Regions from separate parts of the Danio rerio genome. Here region 2 is linked to region 1. The links are chromatin contacts, called in public HiChIP or PLAC-seq maps. All regions are on one chromosome and are shown on one strand. The core of a region is the stretch at or near the end of the contact, and the rest is flanking DNA. Distances in the headings are between cores, read along the strand shown. Region 1 holds the start of dynlrb1 (dynein, light chain, roadblock-type 1). Region 2 holds the start of cfap92 (cilia and flagella associated protein 92 (putative)).

The links. HiChIP or PLAC-seq counts read pairs in DNA pulled down with a chosen protein or histone mark.
Region 2: a contact with region 1 is called in an H3K4me3 HiChIP or PLAC-seq map of gastrula embryo, with 2.3 times the contacts expected there. The contact joins the promoter of cfap92 here to the promoter of dynlrb1 in region 1. A contact is called at or near these places in 2 of 4 datasets of contacts at active chromatin or transcription factors (embryo and gastrula embryo).

Annotation. Positions count from the first base shown.
Region 1 is chr11:28,681,148-28,684,451 of GRCz12tu, reverse strand. It overlaps dynlrb1 (dynein, light chain, roadblock-type 1), which reads right to left and starts at 1,738. Exons shown (of 4, transcript NM_201188.1): 1 at 1,705-1,738; 2 at 1,325-1,400; 3 at 1,010-1,177. The coding sequence starts at 1,707.
Region 2 is chr11:28,763,481-28,766,901 of GRCz12tu, reverse strand. cfap92 (cilia and flagella associated protein 92 (putative)) reads right to left here and starts at 1,509. Exons shown (of 15, transcript XM_073916797.1): 1 at 1,368-1,509; 2 at 990-1,206.

The DNA.
Region 1 (3,304 bases), core at 489-2,988:
GCATTTCTCGAGGTCGCAGAAGCTCCCTGTGATCTTAACTTGGTGCAGCTGGAAAAGTGCAAGCGCGTTGCTTCATGTGCGTTGCCTGCAGGCCGCACACCAGAAGCGTCGCGTGACGCTGATGCAGCGCCTTGCATTTTGGAGTTCTGGGCGTGGGTTTCTGTCAGGGTAAACACAATGGCGCTTCAAGCCAGCGGCTGGGCGCCGCAAACAGCCGCAGTTGTGTTTACCCTGATGTAGGCCTGTGTTTAGAGTTCTAGAATGCGTGGCGCGACGATTCGGGACACTTAATGTTTCTGCCGCGCCACAGAGAGTGTCTGGTGTGCCATGTCGCGGCGCATCCGGTGTCGCAGTCAAAGTTAATTCAGTGTGCGTGGTTATTAGTATCAGTGTACAACCTCGGCACTTTAAACTAGAACACAGTTGTCTGTAAAACTGTCCAAAGACACAAAGACACTCTCTGCTTGGTCTTTGTCCGAGTCGAACATGTACGGCTGAATGCTGATCCTCTCACTCCTGCTCCATCTCACAGTCTGCTTGTCTGTTGCCAAACACAGAGCGGGTAAGCTCTTGGCTCCGCCCCCTTGTTACGTTGGGAGGGAAGCCGAAACTAATTTTCATGTGAAGCAACACATGCCTAAAACAGCAACTGTGTAAACGCCCCCAACATGACACTTTTGAACACACTATAATAAAAACATCTGAACTGTGTTTTGAACTGAACCTACACTGGCACACTCAGAAGAACCATAATACTAATATTAAATCATAAAAAGGGGTAAACTATGTGCCCTTTAAGCCCTGTTAGGCTTTTTCAACGTTAAGCGTTTTAGAATGAACCCACGAGATTGCAAAAAAAACTGCAGATTGCATTTGTTGTTTTTTCATATGCAGATGTAAAACTTGGTGGAATGTCTTACATGATTTGGTATTTTTAACAGTGATACATTTCTTTAATATAATCATGATACTACATTTTCATACCGTTACATCTCTAATGTATCTTTACCTGGTGCAATCATGATCTCATTCTTCTTTGATCGAACTCGTAGAAAGGTGAGATCATTCTGAGGGTCGATGTCCCTCACTATTCCCCGGGCCTTCATGAGCAGCTGATGGATGTTAGCAGCATACTGAACTGTGCTCGTGTTGTCAAGAGTGCTTTTAATGGGGATTCCTACGAGAAAACACACAGGACATATTAAAGACCCAACAACAAAGATGTCTTTGTTTTATGCTGCACTGAAGCACATGACATTGTTTGCAGCTCAACCAAAACACGCAATTACATCTGCTTATTTCTTAATTGGCAAATAATAGATACCTTCTGCATTAACAATGATGATTCCCTGTACTCCTTTCTGAGACTGAATCCTTTTAATAGTCTCCTCCACCTCGGCCTGAAACAGATTAAAACAGACAATTAAACCACAAAACCTGCTTATAACACGGCTAAATAGTTAGTATGCTTCAAGATAAACGTTCCGTTAAATTAATAAATTAGTCTTTACTGAAAAAATGTCGTGTTTTTGCTTTTGTTTACTCGAGAAATTGTTGGCTACTAAGGGCCATCTCGCAAATGACAACGCCCAGCAGTCATTGTTTACCTATTTAAAAACTCTTCTGAAAAATAAAGTGGTGAATAAAATGTTTTTTCAATTAAAGTCATGTATGATCATATATCAGTGGTAAAAATCTACTTGCCATTGTGAAGACAAACCGCTGTTTTCGTTGCTATGAATGATGCTGCTGCGAGCTACGGAAGTAGAAGTAGGTAATGTGTGTGTGAACGGTCGGTTGTGTGTTACTGCCATCTGCTGGACTGGAGCTTGTAGTTCTCTCGGATAGAAACAAAAAGGTTACTTTATTGCTGCTACTTCTTTTAGATATATTGTTAAACAGTATCTAGTGTATTGCCGTGAAAATACTTCATTGCTAGTACTTTTAGATATATTGTTAAACAGTATCTAGTGTATAAACGTGAAAATAAACACGAAGATTTCCGACTATACTTAGAATGACATCTTCATTGTTTTTAAGGAAGTTAAAGTGTTTTTGATCACGTGAAGCATGTGTGTTTGCCATATATTATTCATTCAATATTTTTTTCTTCAGCTTATTCCCTTTATTCATAAGGGGTTGCCACAGCTTGTCCAGATTTATGCAGCTGATGATGCTGATCGTTTTTATTTATTTACTTATTTTATTTATTTTTTTATTTAACAGGGACAGTTCTCATTAATAAACAGTAGCCAGAGTTAGCCACAACAGCTAATTTTTATCTGTTGCCCCCATACCAGATTTTAAAAGGCAACCTAAAATAACATTGAGTTCACAAAGTTTTAAAGTGTGTAGGGCTTTCTTATTTAGAGAGTCTCTGATACTACTAATATATAAGCATAATTCAGTCATCAACACCTTTAAATTCGGTTTCCTATTGGTTAATTTACATTTATGAATGTAAAATTTTGTTAGCAAAATAATTAATTAAATAAAAACAATTTTCCTCTTGATTATGGTACATAGAAATGGCAAAAAGTAAATTTTCCCACGGCAATGACAGGTTTAGAACACTGTAATTGTTTATTAATAAATTTTTGCACCTCACTCCATAAGTTGACTGAGTATGAGCAAGGCCAAAATAAATGTAAAGCAGTCTCCTCATATTCACTACAAAAATACAATTTACATCAATCCAACTTTAAATTTTTTGTAAATAATGTTTTGCTCAATAAAATATGTGGAGGAGTTTATAAGATATTTCTTTAATTTTATTTCTAACATAATATTTCTGTGGTAACAGCCACACTTTTTTCCAGCAAATCAGTTGATCCTTTAATGACATCCAATAAGATTGAATAAGGTACAGTAATAAGTTCTCTTTGGAAAAGGGTACGGATAGCCTTATTGTTAGTCTTGGTATGTATTGTAAAACAGGTTTTGCCCACATAGGTCTTTGTATTTGTTGGGGAAACCAGACAGAGCACCCGGAGGATACCCCACACAAACACGGGGAGAACATGCAAACTCCACACAGAAATGCCAACTGACCCAGCCTGAATTCAAATCCGTTCTTGCTGTGAGGCGACAGTGCTAACCACTGAGCCACCATGTCGCCCAATATATATTACATTACTCGTTCATTTTCTTTTCGGCTTTGTCACTTTATTAATCCAGGGTCGTCACAGCGGTATGAACTGCCAATTTATCCAGCACGTTTTTACGCAGCGGATGCCCTTTCAGCCACAACCCATCTCTGGAAAAATAAATTATATTATATTATATTATATTATATTATATTATA
Region 2 (3,421 bases), core at 260-2,759, 83 kb before region 1:
TTAAATTATGAAACAAATGTGAGCATTAGTAAAAAAAATAATAATGAAATTAAATTTTAAAAAGCATGCACAAATAATTCTAAAATGTGCTAATTATTTTTTCTAAGTGGAAGACAAAAGTGTTCACCCTAAACTGTGAGGTGCACAATAGAAGTTTGAGGAGGCCATTAACTGATACCCTAAACCAGCTTTCTTTGGGGTCAGTGATGCAAAACCACAAGTGCATAATTTATGAATCACCAAATGTTTGGTTATCAGGTCAAAGTAGCATACTTAGCGTTATTCTACATATAAATAATTTATTGTTTACAAGCCCGGTTGTTAACCACTAATTAATCACAACGGTTTACCTTAGTCTCACTGGCCATGTAGAGCTTAGCTGCTAATCCAAACATCACTAGATCTACTCTGGTTGGTTCAGGGTCATCAGGCAGCATGTTGTACTCAATGCAATAATAGCCCTCGGCTCTGGGGGCCTCTACTACCTCATTGGATGTCTCGTTCTTTGTCCCTTTTTTTCTTTTCTCTGTAAAACACTCCTCATGCTCTGATTCAAGAGAATACAAAATAATATTAGTAGCCTATTCGTGCTAATACTATTTTCCATGCATAAGAGTTTAGCATGGTTTTAGGCATTGTTTTGTCATTAACAATGTGCAATATAATGCAGAAATATGTAATATGGGATACATTAAAGGGATAGTTCCATCCCAAAATTAAAATTCCCTATACACACAGTCAAGTGGTTCTAAACTTTTATCAATTTCTTTCTTCTGTTTAAGAAAAAGGAAGATATAGCTACTTAAAGGTGTACCTTCAGTAGTAGGCTACTTTTGTTCTTGTCTCTTTATATGTAAATTGCTGCTTTTTGTTCAGAAAAATCTAACAGAAAAAAAAAGGTTTAGAACCACTTATGTGTAAGGCGATGGTGAGGACATTAATTTTTGGGTAAAATATCACTTTAATGTCTGAACAGCACCATATTATACCTTTAAAGATAGCTAATGCAATGCTGACTGTACAGCTGACAGTGTGGCTTGAGTCTGTTGTAAATGATTGATCATCCCCAGAACTGTATTCTGGCATCCCAATATATGGATCATAATTGTTAAGTTCTTCGACTTCATATTCTGTATGCAGTGCTGAGTTTAAATGCAAATCTTCAATTCTCTCCATGTCAGGCGATGTTGAATTCATCTAGAAATGCTGGATCCAGGAGGAGATATTGATGTCAGGTAATGGTTTTAAAGTAACGTTACAACAACAACAAAACTATTCAATGAATAAATCCTCTGCAACGTAAGGTCACGTTATAAACTTAATGTTGAACAAGCACTGATATTTTAAACGTTGAACAGACAACTTACCTTAACCGACAGCAGTTTTTCAGCATTTTCTCTTCAGCGCTGTGTTTTATGTTTTAACTGATCTTAAAAGCTTTGGAGAACTTTGTAACGTCAGCTTTTGTTATAGGAATGCTTTGAGTCGCCTTGACGACCGGAGTCGCGTGAACGTAATGAGGAGCGCGCGCTAGTAAATAGAAAATGACAAGCGGCTCATGGAGCAGTAACTACAGTCAGCAGCAGTTACACACTGGCCAATCGACACTCGACTCCATCGACACTTCAAAGCTTCAGGATTAAAAGGAAAAGAGCATTTCAATCCCCTTGCTGCCAAAGGAAACTTTATGGCAAGTAGGCTATACATTACTTTTACATTAAAAGGTTATCCTCGAAAAATGTGACAAAATATGAATGAAAAATGAAAAAATATATATATTATACAGTTTTTACGTAGGATATTATTCAATTTAAGTGGTAGTAGGGTGCAGGCCCGGATTGGGTAATCGGGAGGACCGGGAATTCTCCCGGTGGGCCGGTCCGTTTTTTGGCCGCGAGGGCCGGTGTCCGTAGCTCCAGAATCTTTTGCTCTCAGCAGTTACACTTTTTAAATTTATTTATTTACTTGACCACAGCCTTTTTATTCGTTATTTTACCGCAACACTTCTCTTTTCATCTATTTTAATAATAATAATAATAATTAATAAAACTCAGTTGTGTCTCCATTTTGATTATAGTTATTGTGGTCCAGCGGTTAGCATGTTAGGTAAAGATTCCGCGGACCCGGGTTTGATCCTCATTAGAGTAACTTATTGTTTTCGTTTTTATTGTTAAGACATATAATACTGTTAGGGTTGTTGAACATTTGAAGTTCTAAAGCAGCTGTTTTTTTTTTCAAAAAAATACGTGATAGTGTCATTAGAAACTGATTTGGAAATGACCTTATTTTAATATAGTCAGTCGTGAACTGAGGTGGGCCGGTCTGAAGCTTGAAACTCCAGGGCTGAAAAGGTGTCCCACTCCGGCCCTGGTAGGGTGAATTCGGGTAATCTGGGACACTTTTTGCAATTTTGACTTCAGCTCTCATTTTCAATGTCTGTCTAACTAGAACCACATATGAGACTTTTCTAAAATCCCTAAGATGTTTTCTAACCACCTAAGAAAACATAATATAGATATTATACTGAGAAGAGCCATGCCACACCTATTAGTATTTATTTGTCAAAAACAAAAATTCTGCCTGAATTTGATAATCTGGGACAGGTCACTTCGTAATCTGGGACATTATGTATATGAGAGAAAGACTGTGTGTGTGTGTGTGTGTGTGTGTGTGTGTGTGTGTGTGTGTGTGTGTGTGTGTGTGTGTGTGTAAGAGAGAGAGAGAGAGAGAGAGAGAGAGAGATAGACTGTGTGTAAGGGTGTGTGTGTGTGTGTGTTTGTGTACAGCACATTGTACATTCCATCTTCGTAGTCATTAAACTTACAAAGTCTCTAAATGCATATTTCTCCCATTCGATAGACTGTCCCAGATTACCCAAACCATGCTGTCCCACATTATCAATCATATTTGATAATATGGGACAACAAAAAATGTTTGAAAGAAAACAAATCTAAAAACATTTTCAACACTTTAATACATATTTTGTTACTTGAATAGATCACAAACTATCACAATAGATCACAAACTTGAAGTCATGTGATTTTACTCACATGAAGTCCATGCTAAATTTATAATAAAAGTCCTGTTGCCTAAATTTTGTTGAAACAGAAATAAACACAGAGAAGCTTAGGTGTCCCAGATTACCCAATGTCCCAGATTACCCAAATTCACTTGGGTGTGAACAGACTGTAACAAAGATATTAATAAAAGAGTCAGTAGACCTAAACCTAAACCGTTTTTAACGGAAAATCTAAAGAAAATGTGACGTTACACGCGCTCCCGAGACCCTCTGTTTAGTTCTGAAATATGAAGACTAGTTCAAATATCCCATATAGCCTTTCTTATAATGAAAATATGACAAAAATAATATTAAATACATAATGTTTCCACATGTGCAGTTGAATTCAGAGTTAGTAGCCCC